2 separate regions of the Mus musculus genome follow, and region 1 is linked to region 2. The links are chromatin contacts, called in public Micro-C maps. All regions are on one chromosome and are shown on one strand. Each heading gives the region's core, a stretch centred on a gene start, on an enhancer-like site or on the middle of the called end of the contact. The rest is flanking DNA. Distances are from core to core; before and after follow the strand shown.

What was found. A called contact is a pair of places that touch in the nucleus more often than the background predicts.
Region 1: a contact with region 2 is called in a Micro-C map of muscle stem cells, with 7 times the contacts expected there. The contact joins the enhancer-like site here to the promoter of Glt8d2 in region 2. A contact is called at or near these places in 3 of 39 promoter capture datasets (the HPC-7 cell line, cranial neural crest and embryonic stem cells), 1 of 484 Hi-C or Micro-C datasets (muscle stem cells) and 1 of 115 datasets of contacts at active chromatin or transcription factors (bone marrow-derived macrophages).

Annotation. Positions count from the first base shown.
Region 1 is chr10:83,165,882-83,172,501 of GRCm38.p6, reverse strand. The region is part of intron 2 of Chst11 (carbohydrate sulfotransferase 11); the gene reads right to left. Among named protein-coding and RNA genes, the nearest start is that of Slc41a2, 170 kb to the left of the region's middle. Within about 2 kb of position 3,486, at least 47 of the 459 cell types and tissues checked have an H3K27ac peak or open chromatin away from gene starts, as enhancers often do. A contact at or near this core is called in the HPC-7 cell line, bone marrow-derived macrophages and muscle stem cells, where this site is marked.
Region 2 is chr10:82,688,700-82,694,723 of GRCm38.p6, reverse strand. Glt8d2 (glycosyltransferase 8 domain containing 2) reads left to right here and starts at 4,074. Exons shown (of 10, transcript NM_029102.3): 1 at 4,074-4,235.

The DNA.
Region 1 (6,620 bases), core at 2,237-4,736, 480 kb before region 2:
TATCATCATCATCACCCATCATTATCACCATCATCATAAATTTATTATTTCGGGTCTTTGTGTGTGTGGTGGGGCGGTACACATCTATGTGGGTACACGTTGAGGTCAGGGGTTCACAGCAGGAACCTTCCTCTGTCACACCCCACCTAATTTCTTTTGAAGCAGAGTTTCTCACTGAACTATAATCTCATCGACTCAGCAGGTGTAGCTGGCTAAGGCACCCTAGAGATCCTCTGTCTCTGCCTCTCCAGAGACGGGCTTACTGGCACACATGACCCTGGCTGGCTTTACATACAGGTGGCTCTAGGATCCAAATGAAGTCCTCGATCTCTACCCAGAGCCATCGCTCCAACCCTATTCATCCTTATTGTTCTTACTGCTGTTGTTTAGTTTTGAAAAACATGCTATGCATAGCAGTTATCGGCTCTTCCTGTCGCCCCTCCAGCCCACCTTCTCTGTGGGTTCACACAGTGTGCCTGGGGCTCCCTGGACTAGGGGCATGGTAGGCGCTGTCAAATGACTGGTAGGCTGGAGAATGGGGTGTCCCCTTCTGGGCTTTCAGTGTGGATTCCTGTTTAAACTCAACAATAAAGGGATTCATTTACTCATTCAACAAACACTGAGGGCATTTGGTGTGGTGGGCGTGTTCTCTCTCCTCTCTCCCACTCTGCTACTGTCTAAGGCACCACTGCAGAGGTGAGGTAGCTTTGGTGGCCTTGCTGAGTGCCACTTGCCTGGGGACATCACTGTTACTCCCTGTCATGACTGAGAGGGTGTGGACTTGTGTCACTCCAGACACCTGGACAGATGACAGCTTCTACAGCTTGCCTATCTGCTCTTAGCTAGGATACACATCTAATGATCTTCCAGTGGCTCAGTGGGGTGACAGAAGAGCTTCAGAGGGCTTGCAGGGTCTCAAATGTGTAGGACACAGAATCTGAGCAATCCAGACCTCCCACACGCCCAGGCAAAGGATGGCCACAGTTCATTCTTGAAGGCTTTGATGATGTCATTTATCATTGCTATGATTACATTATCAAGAGGGGGAGCCAAGTGAAAGCCCATTTCCTTTCAGATCGCAGACACCTATCTGCTCACTAGACCCAGGGTAGACACCCCATTGGGTGTTGACCTGGGCAGAGTCTGGTGCCCCGTGTCCTGGATTTCTCCCCAAACACCTCTGCTTTCCCATCCGCTACAATGTATCTGTCTCTGTCTTGTATCCTAGTCTTCCGTGGCCCTTGATTCTGCCTGGCAGTGAGCTGTTCAGACACACCAACCCTTGCCAATGGGTTCCGCAGGGGATACATGAGAATCCCAAACACCACATTCATGCTGAGGGGTGACATTGCAGTCTATAACATCCCGGCGGCCTGACTGAAGCTCTGTAACTAAGAGATGACATTGCCACCAATGTCCCTCAGCCTTGGCACACTGCAGCCTATCTTTGCCACCAGCATACCAGACCAGTCCCTTACAGAAAACCCCATTCTGGAGCAGGCTGGATGCCCTTCTTTCTCTCAGCAGAATGGGAAAAAGAAGGCACATACCCTTTGATGTCTGGCCAACCCCACCGGATTCTCCTGCTTCTTGTGGAAAGAGTCTATTTTTAGTCTGAGCACCAGGTACCAATTCTAGGCAGCTGGTTTACCACCGCAGCCTGCTAATTACAAGCCCCTTAATTTCTCAGTTTCCAATCAGCTGCCTCAGTTTGCTCTGAGCATGCGGAGGGTCCCTACACCTGGGAGGAGGGGCGTCTGATCTGGTCTCGCAGGAAGCCTAACTTCTGAGTGAGGTGTCAGCAAATGAAAAGGACAAAGATTCCCTTTGAACTCTGAGGCCTTTGAACCTGGAGTCAAGGGTGGAAGAGCCTTTGATGGGGGATTTGATGGGGGATTCTGTGCCATTTAGATGGATGAGAAGGATGCGGCTGCCCCTCTGATGCTCAGAAAGGGACCTGAGCTGTTGGTCCTGCTGACTGCTGACAGGAGTCAGCTCTGAATGTCATCACCATGGGGGCCATACCTGCCAATCGCACCTCACCGCCTTTCGGCACGGATGGACAGAGAAGACAAGGCCAGAAGATGTGAAAGCGCATCTGTTGCCAAATTACACTGGGATCATCCAGATGGCGGATGTCAAGATGGCGGATGGCAGGCTGTTGAGCTAGCCTACTGCAGACCATTCCTATTGTATTTGGCAGTTTACTCTTGCCACGGGTATACCCCATCCTTAGGCATGCGGCAAGCACCACAGGAAACAGTTGTGTTTGGGGGATGTAGGCATGAGGGTGCTCAGAAGACAAGGTCTTAGTCGGGTGTGTCAGGATGCCTTTGAGTGGGATTTGGGGAATTCATCTATTTTAGAACAAAGATAGAACTTGGGGACTTAAGTCAGTGATGGAGTACTTGCTCAGCATGAGTGAAGTCCTGGGTTCAATCCCCAGCATTGAAAGAAAAGTGTGCCTTGCAGAAAGCTCAATGCTTAGCATTTCCTACACCAACAACTTTGGATTTTGGAGTAAAACATGCCTCTACTGCAGCTATGCACTAGCTCCCTTGTGAAGCAAGTCCCCATTAGGTGACGGAGAAGTTGCAAGAACATCTACAGCCCTCTTGAAAGAGTGAGGTGAGAATTCTGGGATTTCACAAAAGGAAGCCATTAAGGCTGGAAGGAAGGAAGAGACTTGGCAGAGGAACGTGGGGGAGGAGCTGACGGTCTCGCATGCGATGGTGGCCCTGTATGTGAGGTAGGCTGTGGTCCCCAAGGTCACACTGAAGGTCAGTGACACAGGAATTCTCCATTAATAATGGGCAGCATGGCTGTGAGGGGCAGACAGGAGCCTGGAGGTCTCTTGGAGACTGGCTATACTATCTCAATCACAGGGGAATTCACTGCCCCCCCCCCAAGCCTCTACGAGAAATGTCACATAGCCTCAGTTAGACTACAGGATCCTTTCTCTAGCTAAGAAGCTGTTCAGCCAGCACCTGAGATTCCCCAGATGCTTTCCCACACTAATGAGGCATTTCGGTGCCCTAAGCCCTCAGCCAATGACCTTTGCCCACCCTGGATGTTCCCAGCCTCAGTCCCCACAAACTCTATAAGCCTTGAATCACCATAAGTAAAGTTGATCTGCTTCCCGATAGCTGGTCCTGGTGTGGTTATTTGCCATATGTACTCACAGGGCTCCCGAACCCCAGCTCGTTGTCTCTGATCCCACTGCCTCCGTGGACTGTATCAGCCCACCATCCATCCACGAGAGCCAGGAGAACCACATTCTAGCAATGGAATATGCCAAGGGGCCGTGAAGGGACGGAGGTAAGCACTCAGGCCTTGTAAAGCGATCTATGCAGCAGACACTCTATGAAGAAGACAAGATGGTGTTCTGCATGGTAGAAGGCTGCCCACGGCAATGCTGGCTTGGGGCTGGGGATGCACTCAATGAGCAAGCCATGGCTGAGTCTGAGCTACTATTCCTCCCTCGAAACCTTATTTCCCTGCCCCCAATCCTGTGAAGGTTCCTGGAGAACAGCTGGGAACAGCTGGGAACAGCTGGGAACAGCCCCAGGCAAAGAAGCCAAGTCACTGTCCCCCAAAATGCATGTGTGGCGGCGAGCTAGGCAAACACCCACCCCAGACACTGAATACATAGTGTTCTTTGGCTAGCGGGGGTGGGGGGAAGGAGCAGGTGGAAGAATTGCTGCTGACCACATGATGCTAAAGCACAGGGGTGTTCCTGGATTAGCTGGGTGATGTCATTTGACCACAGAATCTTTCCTACAGAGGGGGAGTCAGGGGACATGGTTGGGGGGTGGGGAGGGGGAAGCAGGGAGAAGGCTCTAGCCGGCTGCCATCCCCTCTGAGGACAGAGAGATCCGTAAGCCAAGGGACACAGGTGGTCTTGGATGCTACATTGCCTGTGGATTTCAGACACATGAGACCCACGTCGACCCCTGACTTCCAGAACCGTGGTATACATTTGTGCTGCGGCATGACAATGAGTTTGTGGGAATGTGTTATGACAGGAAACTGAAACAGCTGACAATATTTCCTTCCTCAAATAATTTATGAGCTGTTTTCTCTGTCCTGGCATGGTTGAAGCACTATCTGCGTTAAATACTTTCTAGAATCTTCCTTGTGTTAGTCCCACATGGGGCTTAGTGCCAATGGAGACAGAATTCTTACAGAAGTTTGGGTAGAACAACAAAACATGCCTCTAGCCTTCCGAAGGTGACTTCGTGTACTCATGAGCGAATATAAGGAAGGGACTGTGAGTGGCCCCATTTTATAGATGGGGAGACTAAGGCAAGGGGTGACTGGGCAATGTGCTCCTGTAATTACTGTGTCTGATGCTTTGGTGCAAGGGACAAGGCTGGGAAGCAAGGAAGGTGCTTGCAAGGCCATGGCCTTCATCATTTTATTCTGGCCCAGAGGTGCCAAGTCCTCTTTAAGATGGGCTCCCATGACACTGGCTGTGGAGTCCGATGTGATCACGAATGGAGGTAATTATGGTCTACCTGACAGTCACCAGGCCTCCCTGAGCTAAGGACAGCCTTTGGAGCATGCATTATGTTTCCCACACTGGGAAGCTTGTGGAGAAACTTACGAGGCTGTGTCCTCTCAAGAGAAGCAGGACTGGTGACCCACTAAGTCCATGCACCTCTCGGCAGGGCTCCCTGTGGGTGGCAGTGAGTGGCCATGCTTCATGACGGAGGAAACGGAGGGTAAGACATATGAGTTGAGGGAGGGGTGGTCTACATGGATGGGGGCCCCCGAGGGAGCAGGCGGCAGCAACAGGCACTCTTGGCAGCCAACTGGCCCAGGCCTGCCAGCCCTCTCTCTGCATCTCACTGCAGCTTCCAATGGCCTGGAGTCACCAGGCACAAAGGGCCTGTTGAGAATAGCCACCAGAAAGGGGCCCAGCGCAGCTTTATTACCTGGCCTCTCCTGCTGCCTCTCTTGGATTCTCAGGTAGTCTCTGTCCATCTACATACCTAGTGTGGTCCTAGATGTTGACAATGAACTGGTCATGAGAGCCAGAACTGTCCTTGTGGGACAGACAGGAGAGAGGGCAGGCGTGCACTGGAGAGCTGTTCTTTCCTGAGGCTTGCAGGCCTACAGCACAAAGCCAGGTCAACTGTCTTGCTCCCAAGATACCGTCTTTGCTGAGCTGACTTCTGCTCAAGAGGGGCACATCCCCCTGACCTCTGATGGTTCCTGACACTTTACATGAAATCCCAGATGGGAAATGTATGACTGGGCCACATCTAGAATCCTAGGACAGGGATAAGCACACTCTATTGTGCCCAGATCACTTAACATGTGTGAATTCGTCTGCCACCACCCGGAAGGTCCTCCACTGTCCCTTCCCAGGATGTGCAAGGGCATATGTGTTTGTATGACTTCATGAGTGACTGAGCATGTATTTATGAGTGTCTTACTCATGTTTGTGAGCATGTGTGGGTGTACACTATCTATGCATATGTATCTGTGTGTTACACACTGTGTGAGTGTGTAAAGGTCCTACTGTGAGACATAGGAAATCAGGTCTCTTCTATAGTGGGGAGTTGTTCATTTTTCTCAGGTAATAGAAAATAAAGCAATCCTTTCTTCAAGCTCTGCCTCTGGTCCCCAGAGCATAAACTTTATGGTTTTACAGTCTCTAGGACAAGAGTGTTTGCTTTGAAGGTGAAACTTAGACTTCATTGTTTTTGACTAATCCACAGTGAAAAATGGAGTATACCACATGATAGATACTTCCTCCATCACACTCATCCTGAACGACATGTGCTCTGCCTTTCTTTCCAGTTCTGGGAGCTGAACACAGGGCCTCAGAAATGCAAGCCAAGGTAGCTTCCACAGATCTATAGCCCGGACAACTCTGACATTTAAAACGTCCTTGACTATTCTATTTTCAAACGTTGGTTACAAATCACTTATGCTGTGACACAGTTTGAAAGCAGGTGGGGCGAGCCCCACCCTTACTCCACACACAGGGTCCCCTCCATGCATCTAACAAGCGGCTGTGGCTGTCCCTTTCCAGGGGTGGGTAGCATGCTCCACTGACGAGGTTTGTTTGGGGTCCCGGCATTCAGGGCTTTTCCATTTTGACTAAGCCCTTCGGCACTGCAGCCGAGAAAGTTCTGCCAGTCTGGATCAACAGCAGACTCACACAAATTCCTTCCCCCTTCTTCATGATTCCACAGGCATCTTTACTGAGCATCTCAGCAACCTCAGCAAATGATTTTTTTCATGTCCTTATTAAGTTGGGAACTTTCAATCTCTCGCATCGGGACATGCTCTCCGGCTTCTCTCTGCTGCATCTGAATTGCCAGAGCCACTCTCTGAGAGTTAACTAGCAAAACACGGTGATCTAAGGCAGCGATCTGAGAAGCACAGTGGTGAGCCACTCACGGGTGGGCGGTGTATACATTATGGAAACGCTGCACAAAGGGATGATTTGTGTCTCAGGAAAGACGGGGGTGGTGGAGCGAGATTTCATCACAGGCCTTGGAACAGCACAGATTTTAAGGCTTATGAATGATTGCTGCAATTTTCTAGTTAATATTTTTGGAACATGACTGAGCATGGGTAACTCAAACTGCCCAAAGTGAAGGGGA
Region 2 (6,024 bases), core at 2,825-5,324:
ACCCACCTCTGATATCTATTTTATTCCTCCTTCTGAGAAAGATTAAAGCATCCTCCCTTGGGCCTCCCTTGTATTTGCCTTCTTTGGGTCTGTGAATTGTAGTGTGGGTATTCTGTATTTTATGGCTAATATCTATTTATAGGATATCCACTTTAAAAAATTAAAAACTAAGACACAGGAGCCTTTGGGCTAAGGACTGTAATGGCTCCCAGCTCTTACCACCCCCAGGATGCTGTGCTATTTTCACTTTATGTCCTTATCTCCAACAACACTTTCAAACAGTGTCCTTTTTAATTAATTCATTCCTTTATATTTATTTACTTATTTGTTTTGAGGTGGGGGTCTCTCTGTGTAGCCCTGGCTGTCCTAGAATTAATTTCATAGACCAGGCTGGCCTTAAACTCACAGAAATCAGCCTGCCTCTGCCTCTGCCTCTGCCTCTGCCTTCTGAGTGCTGGGATTAAAGATGCTCTACCACGTAGTGCATACAGCCCCTTTTAAAACTCTCCTCCTAGTTTGTAGTGAGCTGTCTGTGTGCTGTAAGGACTTTAACCTATTTAATTGTAATCTCTTCATACAGCTTGTACAGCCATCTGCAGAAACATAGTGTGGGCCTTTGAGCCTCAGAAAGAAGTGGCTACTCTACTTCCAGCATCAAGGTTGGATTTCAGACAGGAAAAAAAGGCAAGGCCCCAAATGGTCTTTTGCCAGAAAAATGGGAGCTTTCTAGGAAGTTCCAGACAGTAGCCTTCCACTCACATGCCTCCTTCAGCTGCAAGAACTGCAGAGGCATTGTATCTACAGACATTGCTGTCCAGGTAAGAGAGTCATCGTATTTCTACCAGAGGAACAAAATATAGAAGGACTCAATCATGAGGCTGCAAGCAAAGAACTAGTTTTCACATTTGTACAACGTTACAAATAACTTACTGTCATAATTCTTCTCCTATTTCATACCTTAGGATTTCTTTATTCAATATTAATAATAAAATTGGTACATGCACTATGGAACATAATATGGATATTCCTCAAAAAAAAAAAAAAATACAGAGGACTGGCAAGATGGCTCCATGGGTAAGGGAGCCTGCTGCTAAGGCTAAGGGCAGGATTTGATCCCTAGAACCCACATGATGGAAGGGGAAAACTGACTCCCATAAGTTACCTGATGATGTCCACATGTTCACTGTAAGATGCATGGTCATGTGCACTCACACATACACACACACACAAATTAAAAATTACAGTATAATCCAGCAACTCCAATTTCTTGGTATACATCCAAAAGGAATGAAATCAATAAGTCGATGAAACGCCTGTTTTGTTTTTGGTTCTGGTTGTGAACTGAGTGCTTCCCATCCATGAGTCTTTCACTTAGCCCAGCCCATGCAGAGAGACCTGTGCTCCTAGCCTCACTGAATACTGCTCACAATAACTCAGCTATGGAAACCATCTAAGTGTCCAGTAATGAATGACTGGACACAGAAATCATGGCACATTTGTATAATGGACTATTTCTCAGGCAGAAAAGGAAGACCCTGACATTTGGAACAATATGGTTGAAACTTAACAATCTGCTAAGTCAAATAACCCAGACAAAGAAAGGCAAACACTGTAAGTGCTTATATAGAGAATCTAAAATTGTTGAACTTAAAGAAACTGAGAGTAGAATCATGTTTGCCAGGTACGGGACCAGGAGGGTAGGAAAAATGGGTAGATATTTGTCAAAGGGTACCAACTTACAGCTGTAAGATGATCATACTCACAGGGGCAGTGAGCAGGATATAAAATGAACATGTTAAAAAAAAAAGACCTTACTCTGGGAATCTAATGTACAACATATATGCTGATGCGTTAACTTGACTTGGAATCATTACACAGTTTGTGGGTGTGTGTATCACATCATGATGATATATAGCTTGAACAGATTAATTTTTATCAATTAACTATTAAATATAAAGCTATTATTACATTAATTAAATATTATTTTTAAACTTCTATTTAAATATTATTTGAAAGCACCAGCAATACTTGTTTCCATTTATTGGGGCTTTTCTGAGTATTTTACATCATAATGGAGTTTCTTTGTCTTTTCTTTTTTTCTTTTCTCTTTCTTTTTCTTCTTTTCTTCCTTCCTTTCTTCCTTCCTTCCTTCCTTCCTTCCTTTCTTTCTTTCTTTCTTTCTTTCTTTCTTTCTTTCTTTCCTTCTTTTTTTTTTTTTTTTTGAGATAGGGTTTCTCTGTGTAGCCCTGGCTGTCCTGGAACTCAATCTGTAGGCCAGAATGGCCTCCACCTCAGAAATTCACCTGCCTCTGCCTCCAGAGTGCTGGAGTTAAAGGGTTGTGTCGCCACTGCTCAGGAGAGACATTTTTTTTAAAGCCCTTACTTTAACTGACCAGACCAGATCTTTATGCCCTGGAACCCAGTCACCACCACCTGGCATGCACGATACATTTTCACCCTTGGTTCTGTTAGGCCTCTTCTAGCAGAACTCCTAATAGATGGAGAGACTGAAAACCTGCAATAGTAAATAAATCTAACAACTGAGCTCCAGTGTACCCTTGCACCATTGAGGTGTCACTGATGGCCTGAGTTTCTTTTTCTTCTCGTTTACATCATAAGGAGGAGGAATCCACCATACAAGATGGAAATGCTGGTCATAGATAAGAAACCTCTTGTGTCCTCAAGGCATGGCAGGAATAGGAGAGAAAGGGACTGGGAGTCATACATTAGGGACCAGAGGAAAGGGTTCGAAAATAATGACCAGAGAGATTTCAGTTAATATGAGAAGTAGGTCCTATGAAAACAGTTACTATTTCAGTCTTGAAACTCATGCCAATCATCCACTTATCCAATAGTAGAATAATTCAATGCCAGGCATCCTCTTGAGTAGATGAGAGGTACAGATGAGGTGATCTTGGGAGTGAACTGAACTGAACAGGCATCAGCCTACAGTCCTGTTTGTGGTACTGCCTTGGGACCTGTCTGAGGGACCACTCTACCACATCTGATACCCTCATGAGTGGGCAATGTGACTCCCAGAAGGCATGGTTATCAAATGAAAATCCCAGGCATGTGATAACACCCTATGAGTCAATGGTTATGGGAGGCCAGAGTCTCCCCAAACGATACGAACTATGACAACTGCATTGAGTGCTAAGCGCTAATCTGGACTCTATATCAACTCTTCGTCTCTATGTGAGGCTCAAGGAATATCACAGAAGAGAAGGCTGAAAGAATTTAAAACTTGGAAAATTGTGGCCGTGGTTAAGAGCACTTGCTGCTCTTTCAGAGGACCCAAATTTGGCTGGAATCTGAAATGTGGAGCAAAATTTAGCTTACCTAACACACTGAGAGAACAAAATGAAGCAGAAGGTATGAATCTGTTTTTATCAATGTTCAAAGTTCCATGTGATTGGAAGGAAGTGACTGCTTGTGATGGAGGCAGCCATCGAGGAGTTCCTTATGAAAGTTAGAGAGAAGCCATTGTGGAATATGTTCCATGATCCTGGGCAAAGCTCTGGTACCATTCCTACATTTCTGGGGATCAACTGCAAAACCACAGAACAGCAGTGTTGCCACCAAGTCTGCCCCCTGACTGATGCCTCTCCCCTCCAGAGGGAATACACCCCACCTGGAAGCTTCTGTCTTTATCACAGCCTCAATAAAAGACGATGGTTGTCTGAGACATGATTTGCCATGGTAACATTTCAACACACAGGAGATTTCAAAGATTCTCAGCAAGAACCTGGCTGAAATTAGAAATTTACACTAGACGCACGACGGTATAAATTCACTTTCCAAACATTTGTTCTTCCCTAGGTTTGCAGCTTTTACTCCAGAACAGCCCTGTTTTGCTGAGAGTTTCACACGCAGACTGCAAGAGAAAGCCGAGAGAGGAAGTCTGCCCCAGCCAGCCAACCTGCCCTGCCTTCAGGACGAGCACATCTGGAAGCGTTTCAGGAGCAGCCTCTGCCTGCACAAGGCTTGGGTTCCCAGAGGCTGCAGGAGTGGAAGAAACCCGAGCCATTCAGGCAACGCAAGCGCAAGCGGAGGTGGGTGTGGACGGCTGAGGCACACTCAGGGCTCGCAAGCCATTTGGGATTTCCAATGGGATCTGGGAAGCAGCTGAAGCAACAGGCAGCTTAGTGGTCCCGCGAGGCCAGCCGCAGTTTGAATGCTCAGCTCTGCAGCGGTTCTGGACCAAGTTGCCCAAAGCCTACCCTCACATCCATCAGGTAAATACAGCAATTACAAGCAAGATAATCTTTCCATTTCACCCTTTCTGTCTACACCACTTGTTTATTTTGCTGTGAACTCAGAGAAGTAACTCGGAGGAGGCAGACTGCCCCCTTCACAGCCTCAGCCTCCAGAAGCCCCCTAGTTTGTAATGTAACATCGTAAAGAACCTTTCTATTGCAGCAAACCCAAGACGCTCACTGTATAAGCTTTTCACATCTTGCTATTTTTGCAGAGCAGAGGCTAGCCCTATTCTCCCATCTCTGCCCTAATGGTGATTTGTTTGTTCGTTTGCATTGGATTTTAAGTTGCATTGGGGATCAGGAGTTAGACATGACAGAGATCAGTGTTCGCATTTAATGTGAGTCTGTTTCTGAGCCAAAATGACATAACTGAGTTATGATTCATGTTTTTGGAATCTGTCCTGAGAAACTCTTCAGGGGCCTCCATACCCAATAAGAGAACTGGCAGTTAATTCTGTGGTTTTGTTGTGGTATGGGAGTCACAGTGTTTGATTTAGCATCCAAAGACGCAGGATGTTTGTCCTATGCAGCCTGCTGGCCAATAGGACGCTGGTGGGTTGGTTTTGCCTTTTTTTTTTTTTTTTTCTTCTCGAAATGTTTTGGTATTGCGCTTCTTCGAAATATCCTTTTGGTATTACATAATGGAATTCTAGTTCTCCCTCTGATACAGCCAACAACAGAGCTGTGCCCTACAGTAATGAAAGTGTGGGCTGTGTGCCACCTGGGAAGACTTTCATAAGCCTGATTCTGGTCATATCTCATCCATGTGCCTACATTTTCCTATCTGCAAAATGGAAATAAAGTGATACAATGTAACATGTGACACACAGATACAAAGTAAATGTGGCACATAGGGCCAGCTTCCCTGGCAATGCTGATAATGACAATGAAGGTCACAGAAGTGACACATGCTGAACTGGACAGGTCCCTGCCCCGGACATTCTGATGTTTTTGAGTGTTCCTCATCTCCCAACATGTTTTTTCCCCAGGACCCTGCTTTCTTCATCCTTCCACAATAATACCTAAACCCTCCATCTCTCTCTCTCTCTCTCTCTCTCTCTCTCTCTCTCTCTCTCTCTCTCTTTCTCACACACACACACACACACACACACACACACACACACACACACACATCTCCGCTCTTCATCCTCCTCTCTGAAAGGCATGTTCACTAAGTCACCGTTTTCATTCCTCATTCCCAAGAAACATCGTTCTCTTATTGCTTCCTTGATGTCAGAATATTTCAAAGGATGTTTAAGAGGATGTAGTCCCACTGGAGAAGGAGCTCCAAGCCCCTTCAGACAGAGCAAAAACTAGAAAAACACTTTAAAGGTCCTGAGAAATATCTCAACAAAGAATGCCACTTAAGGACATTTTAGCATGTGGCAGTTCCCAAACTTGAGTCATTTTATCACATACATGAACATGGCTTGGCACATGCTCTGGTACTCGCTGTTCTGACCACACTTGTTTTCATGTTGGCTCCTTTATGAAATCCTATTTGATAGCACTTCTGGTGAGCAGCCACGGGGGTGCTGTGTTCTTCCTCTAAATGCGATGTCTGTGGTTCCAAAAGTTCAAGCGCTTAGGACTTGACCCTTAAGTCAGTTTGGGGAGATGGTATAGAAGCTTTGGGGGTGATGGTGCCCTATGGGAGACGTTCACAGCACGCGAGGTATCTCTTGTTCAGTTACACTGCTCATGACGTTTCTCCCAGTGCATTAAGCATAGTCTCTAATGTTGAAATCATTCAACAGCAGCTTGT